3 separate regions of the Zea mays genome follow, and all the other regions are linked to region 2. A link is a contact called in public Hi-C data. All regions are on one chromosome and are shown on one strand. Each heading gives the region's core, a stretch centred on a gene start, on an enhancer-like site or on the middle of the called end of the contact. The rest is flanking DNA. Distances are from core to core; before and after follow the strand shown.

Region 1 (3,179 bases), core at 521-3,020, 180 kb before region 2:
CAGGCTTTGTCCTCTACTCCCAAGCTGCGCTGTCTTTTAGTAGTATTTCATAATCGCGAGTTCGTGAATCGTGATGCGATCGGCTTGGAATAACATGGCTCTTGAGGTCGGGTGTGGACGTGTTTGTCTGAGGCTTGGAGCACAGACCCCAGAGGCCAAGAGAGTCCTCGAGCTCGAGACGAGTCCCCGGCGCTTGGCGGAGAGTGCGAGACCGCAGGCGCGGGCGAAAGGGCGCACGGCGGCAACTCTGTGGGTGCCGCCGTGCCGTGCAAACTAGGCGCCAGGGGGCCAGTGTGTGCCCGCCACGCGCCACCCACCTCCCGACGCGATCCAATGCCTTCAGGCTGCACCTCTTTTGCTAGACTTCACCAACCCTATGGAAAACGCCAAAACGATGGGTGACCTGGCTGAGAAGGACGGCTGGTTTGTTTAGATTGTTGAGTGCTTGAATTCTTCTGAACGTGAACATGTTCCACATTTAATATGGAGGACGCTGTCATGACTAAAATGTTAGGTATGTAGATGATTCAGTAGTAATTTAATCTAGGAAAAAACATATTTATGACAACATACCAGCGGCAGATATTTTGTGTATTGGCGTAGCCGTCCCGTTTAGTGCAGTACAGCGTGTCGACCACCACCGTTTCATCGAGGAGAAGACGAAACGTCGATCACCATTAGCATAGGGAAGGAGAAGACGAAGCGAGCAGTCATGCTGTTTGTCGACGATCCTCGGAAAAAAACCGAGTGCTCGAAGTCTTCCGAATGTGAGCATCCCGCTCGGTGGAGTGTAGTGAGGTAGCTGCGCAGATCACCACTGTTTCTCTAGGAAGGAGAGGATGAAACATTAAGCACCACTAACACCAGGAAGGAGAAGACAGAGTGAGCAATCACGTCGCTTTTGTACACTCCTAAAAAATGTGATTGTCGACTTCACCCGGGTACGCGAAATCTCAGAACGACACTCGTTTTAGACACATGCTCTTAGAGTGCTCGAACAAGTAAGAACTAGAATGAGGACGTTTAACTAAGCGCTAAAGCAGAGATGAACCGAGTGATGATGATATGGTAAAGCTTATATAGTCAAACCAGGAGATGAAGAGCCGCATGACGTATGTCCTGTTTCTGGGTGGTACGACGATCGTGCCATGGTTTATCAACAACAACGACGGTGTGCACGAGATGCACCTTCGTTCCTTTTCCAATGACTCCACGCGACCGAATGAAGTTCAATTATATAACTATGTTAACATCACGCCAATTTCTCCTATGACACTAAAACATAATATATACTACATCCGTTCTTGAATATGTGTCGTCCGCTAATTCATTTTTAACTAAACCACGATAAATAAAAAAACGGAGGTAGTACCTTATTTAATACAAGTCTTTACTTTTTTTATATATAAGACAGACCCACAAAAATAACTAACACAGGAAGTAGCTCTTAAGAAGCCACTCAGACGCCGTTACTTGCACGGTGCGCATAGTTTGTGAATTGTTGCAAGATACAGTAAGCATTAAAATATAAGGGCGGCGCGGCGTGCAGCAGTGGCACATGCGCTGGCTGGACGTTGGTGGGTGGCGATGTGCCAATGTCACATCCCATCCGATCCGCCTCCACGCGCCAGGGGCCCAGGGCGGAGCAGCGGTGTGGCCGTGTGTGCCTGCCTCCCACACGCCCCGCGCGTGGCGCCGCCCAGCCCACCGGACCCGGGAAACTACCCTTTCCCCCCGTCAAGCGGGCCACGCCAACGCCCTGCCCCACGGATCAGCGAGACAGAGATCTCAGTTCCTTCTCCCGCTCCGGTTCTTCTTCCTGCCGCGCCGTGGGCCCCGCCCTTGTCCCCTTTCTTCTCCGTCTCCTCCCTGCCTATCCCATCCCATCATCGTCGTCTCCCTACCGCAATCGAAGAAAGGGCCGGGCTCAACCGAGCCCTCAAATCGCCGCATCGCGCCCCTAGCTCTCTCCGTCTCCCTCATCCTGACCTCGATTCGAGCTAGTTTCGGGAAGGTGAGGCTCGTTTTCCCCCCTAGTCCTTGCCTTCTGGTTTCCCGCCCTCGGCGTCGGATGCTCTGTGGTTAGGGTGTGGGGGGAACTGACGCGGAGCTCTTGATTTGTTGTTGCAGCAAAGGTACCGGATCAACCCCCTTGATCACCCATGGTGCCCAGGGATAGGGCGCACAGCGCCGCTGCTGCCACCGCGCCCCCGACGGAGAAGCCCGTTCAAGGGTGAGTCTTGCGTCGTGAGTCGTGACTCGTGATTTTGACTAATCAATGGAAGAAAGGAAAAAGAAAAAAGCAGCAGCTACATACTGTAGTTTTTGCTGCGCGTTTGATCGCATTAGGTCTTTGGTGATCGATCACTAGTGTTTCTTGTCGGTCTCTGCACACGTAGTTCGGAATCATGTCTAACATTGGTTTAAACCTCTCTTTAATTCAACAACGATGATGTGCTGCAGTTCGAGAGAAAAAAAAGGTTTCATGAGTTTTTTTTTAATTTGTAGTACTTCACTCTCCCTCCCCATGTTTTTTTTGGCACCCTGTACCTGCAAAACTAGTAGAAGCAAATGTGGATGTTTGTCACTGAATAGTTGATAATCCCTTCAAAGGAAGTTCTGCTTTCTCTAATGTCGAGGCTGTGGATAAGGCAGAGCCAAAGAGTGGCGAAGGCTTGTTACATTCTTCGAGCATGATTCCCTAATTAGCAAGCTTTTCTACTGCAAGTGCGCGACACAATTTATCGCTGATACCGAACATTCGATAGGCCTATCCAGAACAACAAGTGCGAAAAGAAGGCTCCAAAGAAGGTGCATAAATCTGAGAGAGAGAAACGTAAGCGGGACAAGCAGAATGATCTCTTTGGTGAGCTGGGAAACATGCTAGGTATGCGTTCTGTTACAAATTGAATCTACAACAGCATGATCTATGGCTGCATAACATTAGAGTGTTCCTTTCTTAACTCGAAAAATCCATGCTGTTTCGATTTATTTTGTGCCATCCTGTTTCTTCCATATCATTTTGTCCAGGTCAGTGCAGTTTGCAACTCACCTGCGTGCCTGCTGTTTGTTGATTTCCTTCAGTTTTGGATTTCCAAGTCCAACTTTCAGAGTTTAGCATGTTTACGTGGATAATATTCAAAACACACTTGTCATTGTTATACAGACAACCTGCTGCA
Region 2 (3,300 bases), core at 732-3,231:
ATATATAAATAGTTAGACAAGACATCCATTGGAAATAAAATGAATTTGAAGTTTATATTCTGCCACTATTATTTCTATGATTGATTGATATTGTGGTAGTGTATGACTTGTTCATGAGCAAGTGAACATAGTGTTTGATCTAGTACATGAGCTACAAGTTTATAACTCGGCTTCAACAAGATAACTATTGAAAGATGTGTGAAGAAGCTTGAAGAATGATCAAAACAGGTTATATGGTTATGCATATTGACTAGTTCAAGTCAACGAGAAAAAAGCTACTGGAAACAACCTAAGAAGAAGCTGAAGTGATCCTCAGCTTTAAGTGACCTCCCCACCAAAGCGGTGTCTTGAAAGTCCAAGAGTGGCATCTACCCCATCCTACATCAATAGGAAGCTATCCCTTGTTGGAAATTGATGACAAAGGGGGGAGAAGATGGATACAAAGATAGATCATGGGGAGAAGTAAGTCGCATTTAAAATGTGCATATTCGTATATACAAAGATACAAAGGAGGACATCGGACCAATATGGAGAAACTGAGATGTATCAAATTGTTTGGAGCACACAAGTAGGTGGAGTAAGCTCATAAGCTTGGTTGTTGCATTCAAAATGTGCGTATTCGTATATTTGCTTGCATTTACACGAGTAGAAGTTTTCACAAGTTGTATCTTCCTTGTGTTTAGTGGTGTGTGCTCTACGTATAACTTGTTTGGTGATTTAAGAACTAGTATGAACAGGTTAAGGTGGCCGTGGGTTGAAGCTGAGCCTTGGCTTATAGGTTTGTCTCGTTTTTTGCCCTCAATTTTGCTTCAGTGAGTTTATTAACCGGTGCAAGTTTGGTATGGTATCTCTGCAACGAGAAGGTACGCTGGACGTTTCATCTGCATATCCTGAATGCTTCAACCAAACGCTGTGGTTATTGTATGGTACAGTACTGGCTCACTGAATATAATTTGCAAGCATCGATCTGCGTCGCAGATTCGCGATACGTCCACACCTCATACAGAACACGTTTACATCGCGAACTTACCAAACGCTGTGGTCTGGCTGGTGGTACAGTACGTTCTTGACAATTTTACACGCTACAGGATATAGACGCTACAGAGTACACAGCACTGAAGCTTTAGAAAACGAAGAAGGAACAAACAAAAAAAGCCCGGAAAAGTTCCGCTCAGAGGTCTCCATCAGGGCGCCGCGCCGACGGCGAGACCTTCCTCCTGACCTTCTCGGTGGTCCTCTCGAGCGCCTCCTCGGTGGCCCTGGCCGCCGACTCCGCCAACTTCTCCACCATCTCCTTGCCCATCTCCAGGGTGCTCTTGGCCGCCTTCGTCACCGACGCCGCCGGGCTCCGCGGCAGATGGTACCTTGCCACACACACACACACGGCAGGCGTGAGAACTGAGAGCACACACGTCTCCCGATCCAGAACAGCGGGGCAGTAGTGAAACGGATAATCATCTACCGCGGCTCGGCCGGCGGCCGGCGGAGGTTGAAGCACGCGAGCTTGGCCCACGCGCGGAGCGCGTCCAGCCAGCGCTCGTGCCCGGCGAGGCCGATCGCCAGCTCCACCGGCTCTCGAGGCGGCCCGTTCCCCGGTACCCCCGTCGCCGGCGGCGGCGACGACGACAGCAGGAACAGCAGAGCCGACGCCGCGACGAGCAGCACGACGACGCAGACGATGATGGCGGCCATGCATGTCGCCACGGGCCGCGCGGCGCCACCCTTGCCCCTGCCGTTCCTGTTGCCGCTCATTGCCGCGGGCTGCTGCAAGCTGGTGGCGATCGAGAGGCGTCGCGTCGCGTCGCGCGGCTGGAACCTGGAACCGGTGGACGGAAGCGAGCGAAGGTTGGGTTGGGAGCCCCTCCTCCTCCAGCCCGGCCCCATTGGCCAGGAGCTTTCTTCGTGCGGGCGGACACACGTCCGGCGGCGGCACGTGTTGGGCTCGGGAGCAACGCGGTGACGTGCCGGGCCACGTCGGGTGCTGCATGTGGTGACGTGGCGGGGGCGTTGATTGCATTGCACGCGACGCGAGCGCGATACGTCGTCGCCGGGCTTTCAGAGTGCGCGACGCAGCAGGCCGCGACGGCAAGTGCAGGTGATTCGTGGCGGCCAGTCCCATCGGGACGATGAGGCCTGACCTACCACTACCACTACCACTCTACCAGACTGATGCATCGATGTATCTTCTCGCGCAAAGCACGTACTCCTTCCTACCAAGCTAGCTCAAACGACCACTGATCTGGACACACCTGACCTGGCGACCGGCGGCGGTGAATGGTTGTTTACTCCTGCCGTCTCCGTCCTGACGACAGGGAATAATCAGCGGCGTATCATTCCCGGAAACTTCGGCCTTGGTTCAGCCCACATGAACCAGAACTGGCTAGCTAACAACCACGGCCACCGCTGTCTGCTCAACTCCCATTGAGCTAATCCGGTTTTATAATGCTGCCAGGTTTTATTTACACGCTTGCCAGTGCGTTCCTCGAGCGGTGTTCAATATGGAACCGTCAGTGTGTTCAACAAACTCACGGACACACTCGATTTCTTTTCTTTTTCTTTTTGAGTTAAATTTGACAGCGGACATGTCATACCAAAATCCGCTGCAGCTGCAAAGATGGTTTTTATTTCCAGAGAAGAAAGTAAGCCAAATCTTCCAACACCACCACGGTAGGAAACCCGCCGGCCGCACCATCCGACCGTTAGTTCCAAACCCTCCCCGGCCGGCTTAAAACGCGCCGATCCAAGAAAAGCACCCCCCCTCCAACCCGCGCACAGACGCACTAACCCCCTTCAAGGCTTGCACGTAAGCGTAACCGGCGTTGCCTTCCTTCATCACGGCGGCTGGGCGGCAGAGCGCGCCGCCATGCCGCACCGCCACCATGACGCCGCCGCCGGCGACGAAGCCCCGTCCCCGCGCCCCTCGGCGGCCGGCTGCTACGCGTTCCTGACGCGCTCCCACCGCAGCGCGGGCGCGTACCGCCGCCTGGACTCCGCGCGGGCGCTCGAGGCCGAGGCCGACGCCGCCGTGGCGGCGGTGAGGGTGGAGGTCGGGACGGCGGCGAAGGGGAGGGCGAGGAGCGTGTTCCACGTCGACCCCGCCGTGCTGGAGGCCGGGCCGGTGCGCCGGCTGCTGGCGGCCGCGGGGAGGCGGGCCCCCGGCGGAGGCGTCGCCGTCGACGTCGACGCCCTGCTGTTCGAGCACCTGATGTGGCTGGCAACCAAGGCCCGCGACGGTGGCGGGGTGGGCGGCGACGGCGACGGCGACGAAGACGAAGGCTCCGCCCCCGCCGCTGATGACGA
Region 3 (3,368 bases), core at 656-3,155, 150 kb after region 2:
GGCTCACGCGCCTCCGGGCGGCCGCCACCCCGGACGACGTCATCCTCTCGGCGCCGGAGACGACCACGGGGGAGCACTTGGCGCGGCTCGGCTTCTCGCCCTCCATCGTGGAGCGGTTCCTGCGGCCGTTCCTCGCAGGAATATTCTTCGACCCTGCGCTCGACACGTCGTCCCGCCTCTTCGAGCTCGTGTTCAAGCGCCTCGCCCTGGGCGACAACGCCCTGCCGGAGGACGGCATCGGCGCCATCGCGGCGCAGCTCGCGGCTCGCCTGCCAGCGGGCTCCGTCCGCCTCAACACCCGCGCCGTCGGCATCGACCAGTCCGGTGTGACGCTGGATACCGGCGAAACCGTCGCCGGCGGACTCGGCGTCATCGTCGCTGTCGAGCAGCCTCAGGCCGAGAAGCTTCTGCCGCAGCTACCAGCTCAAGGAAAGGCCAAGAAATCGGAGAGGAGCACCGTGTGCCTCTACTTCTCCACCGACCGGGCGCCGGTCCAGGACCCCATCCTGCTGCTCAACGGGTCGGGCAAGGGGATAGTGAACAACATGTTCTTCGTCACCAACGTGGCGCCGTCGTACGCACCGGCGGGTAAGGTGCTGGTGTCCGTGTCCCTCGTTGGCTCGTTCGCCGACAGGGAGGACGCCGATCTGGCCGACGAAGTGGTCCGGGAGCTTGGCGGGTGGTTCGGCGACGGAGAGGTCGCGTCGTGGACACACTTGTCGACGTATCGCATCGGGTTCGCGCAGCCGGACCAGACGCCGCCCACGACACCGGCGGGGAGGGACCCGAGAGTGGGTGACGGATTGTACGTCTGCGGTGACCACTGGTGCTCTGCCACGTTCGACGGCGCGCTGGTGTCGGGAAGGAGGGCGGCCGAAGCTCTGGCCAAGGACAGGGGACTATGAGCTTCCTAGCATGGGGCTGTGTTTGAGTTGGGTCCGTGCTGCACTGCAGAGTGCAGACTGCAAAGAAAATCCATCTCGCATGACGAACGAGTTTTTTTTTTGAGAGAGACAAGTACATGTACATCTCCATCAACGACTAAAATTCAGCTTGTAATTTCCTCTGTAAATCTGATTTATATTTACTCATTGAATTCCTATGTTATGTGCAGCATGGTACCATTTTAGTGGTCTGCCGATATTTGTTTGATTGCAATACGTTACCGACTTGAACTATAAATAAATTTGTTTTGAACAATGCCATGCCCATTACCTGAGCAGCGACCTGTTAGGGTTTGTTTGAGAGTAAGGGTAATGGAGGAGATTGAAGGGGGCTATAATTCTCCACTATTTAATTTTAAATAGTGAATGATTCTAGCCCCATCAATGCCTTTCATTACGCTTGTTCCCAAACAAGCCCTAAGATCCCGTTTGTTTCCTTTTATTTCGAGGAATTGGAATCTTACTAATGGAATATATTATTTTTTTAGAATACGACATTTCACCGCTTTCCAAAGTTATCATACAAGCTTACCTCAAATTTATAGGGTGAGAGATGGAAATTGATTCTATAGATTTACATGCTATTTTTCCGATGTACAACTTATAACATATTATTCTACTTGCGCCTGTATAACATAAATATAATATATAACTATCTCTCCCATATGATTTAGAATAATATACAAATATATTACATATATAAATATATAAACTTAATTAATTTTATCTAAATTATAATTATTAAAATAGAATTCAATTCCAACGGACCCTAAGAAAAAAAGAGGAAATGTCATCGCTATAGCTGATCAACCAATTAAACTGGGCGCGGACGTGGCGCAAGTTAGCCCACACAACCTATCGCAACTTCTTACACGCAGGTCCCACAAAGTCATAACGAGTTCCGGACCGGAACTTCTAAAGAACAGATACGAAAGCCTAAAGGCCCCATACAGCCCAGAAGGCCCAACCCCGAATCGCTCACAGTCACATCTGATCCGCTCCGGCTCCGACGACGAATGGGCTCTATGGAAGCGTCGACCGCGCCGGAGAACGGCTCCGCCGCCGGTGGCGGAGCCGGCAACGGGGCGGGCGCCGCGTCGAACGGAGGAGGTGTTGAGAGGAGGCTGAGGTCCTCGGCTGCGCCCGCGTCGTGGGCAGCCCAGCTTCCCCTGGAGGTGGGCACACGCGTGATGTGCCGGTGGCGCGACCAGAAGCTCCACCCTGTCAAGGTCATCGAGCGCCGCAAGGGCTCCGCTTCCTCTTCCCCCGCTGACTACGAGTACTACGTCCATTACACCGAGTGTAAGAGCCTCTCTGCCTCGCGTCTTGTTGTCAGGATGCTTGCTGTCAGTCTAGGGTTAGGTTTCGTGCTCTTCGGCTTTGGGGAATTTTGGCCTTGTCATGCAACTGGCTGATTGGGTGTAGAATACATGTAATTGGAAAGGTTTTTGTGATGATTTGAGCTTTCTGTTTCATACCTCTGCAAATTTCAGCAATGATCGTTCTGCTGGTTGATAATTTAGTATAGTCACAAACTCTTCCGACAATTTTAGTCGGAGCTAAGGCCGGCCTCTGTATTAACTGCAGCCTGTTCTGATAATTGTGGACTGACATATCTTAAATGATATGGGCTCGCAGTCAATAGAAGACTTGACGAGTGGGTTAAGCTTGAGCAGCTTGATCTTGCTACTGTCGAGACCGATGTTGATGAGAAAGTCGAAGATAAGGTAAAGGGAATTGCACTTATGTTGCCATACGTACTAATAATAGCCATACCATTTCTTCACATTTGGTCAGTGGTAGCACCATTTGATTGCCAACATTTTTGTGAAGCAATGTCTAACTTTTGTTGACAACACCGCTTTTGCAAAATGAATGCTTAATGTGATTATCTTTTGATATTTATCCAGGCAACAAGCTTAAAGATGACACGGCACCAGAAGCGTAAAATTGATGAAACACATGTGGAGGTATGCTGCATATTGTTATTGCTCATCGCACATTTACTATTTTCACATAAATGTTATGTGAAGGTTTATTATGTCAGTGCTAGTTGAAGCATTAGCTCCTTGTGCGTTCACTGCACAAAATATTTCTAGCTCATTTGACCTCAATTGTTTTGGTAGCAAGGACACGAGGAGCTTGATGCAGCCAGCTTGCGGGAACATGAAGAATTCACAAAAGTGAAAAATATTGCAAAGATTGAACTTGGGAGATATGAGATAGATACATGGTATTTCTCTCCTTTTCCACCAGAGTACAATGACTGCCCGAAGCTGTTTTTCTGTGAATTTTGCCTCAACTTCATGAAGCGCAAAGAACAGCTTCAGAGGCACATGGTGAGCTATACTTGTTTGTGCTTTATACCTTGCCTATTTGTTAGATACATGCTGCTACTATGATATTAAAAAATGTATTAGTTAG

The links. A called contact is a pair of places that touch in the nucleus more often than the background predicts.
Region 1: a contact with region 2 is called in a Hi-C map of leaf, with 3 times the contacts expected there. The contact joins the promoter of LOC100282769 here to the promoter of LOC100501320 in region 2. A contact is called at or near these places in 2 of 25 Hi-C or Micro-C datasets (both in leaf).
Region 3: a contact with region 2 is called in a Hi-C map of leaf, with 3 times the contacts expected there. The contact joins the promoter of LOC100383928 here to the promoter of LOC100501320 in region 2. A contact is called at or near these places in 7 of 25 Hi-C or Micro-C datasets (bundle sheath, ear, endosperm and 3 more).

The regions. Positions count from the first base shown.
Region 1 is chr7:176,584,134-176,587,312 of Zm-B73-REFERENCE-NAM-5.0, reverse strand. It overlaps LOC100282769, which reads left to right and starts at 1,770. Exons shown (of 5, transcript NM_001155675.2): 1 at 1,770-2,014; 2 at 2,131-2,233; 3 at 2,769-2,887. The coding sequence starts at 2,163.
Region 2 is chr7:176,406,827-176,410,126 of Zm-B73-REFERENCE-NAM-5.0, reverse strand. LOC100501320 reads right to left here and starts at 1,981. Exons shown (of 2, transcript NM_001357671.1): 1 at 1,463-1,981; 2 at 924-1,364. The coding sequence starts at 1,884. The coding sequence ends at 1,172.
Region 3 is chr7:176,257,801-176,261,168 of Zm-B73-REFERENCE-NAM-5.0, reverse strand. It overlaps LOC100383928 (protein phosphatase homolog2), which reads left to right and starts at 1,905. Exons shown (of 9, transcript NM_001176547.1): 1 at 1,905-2,246; 2 at 2,583-2,671; 3 at 2,855-2,914; 4 at 3,071-3,283. The coding sequence starts at 1,961. LOC103633443 (coproporphyrinogen III oxidase) reads left to right here. Exons shown (of 1, transcript XM_008655144.4): 1 at 1-1,124. The coding sequence ends at 905.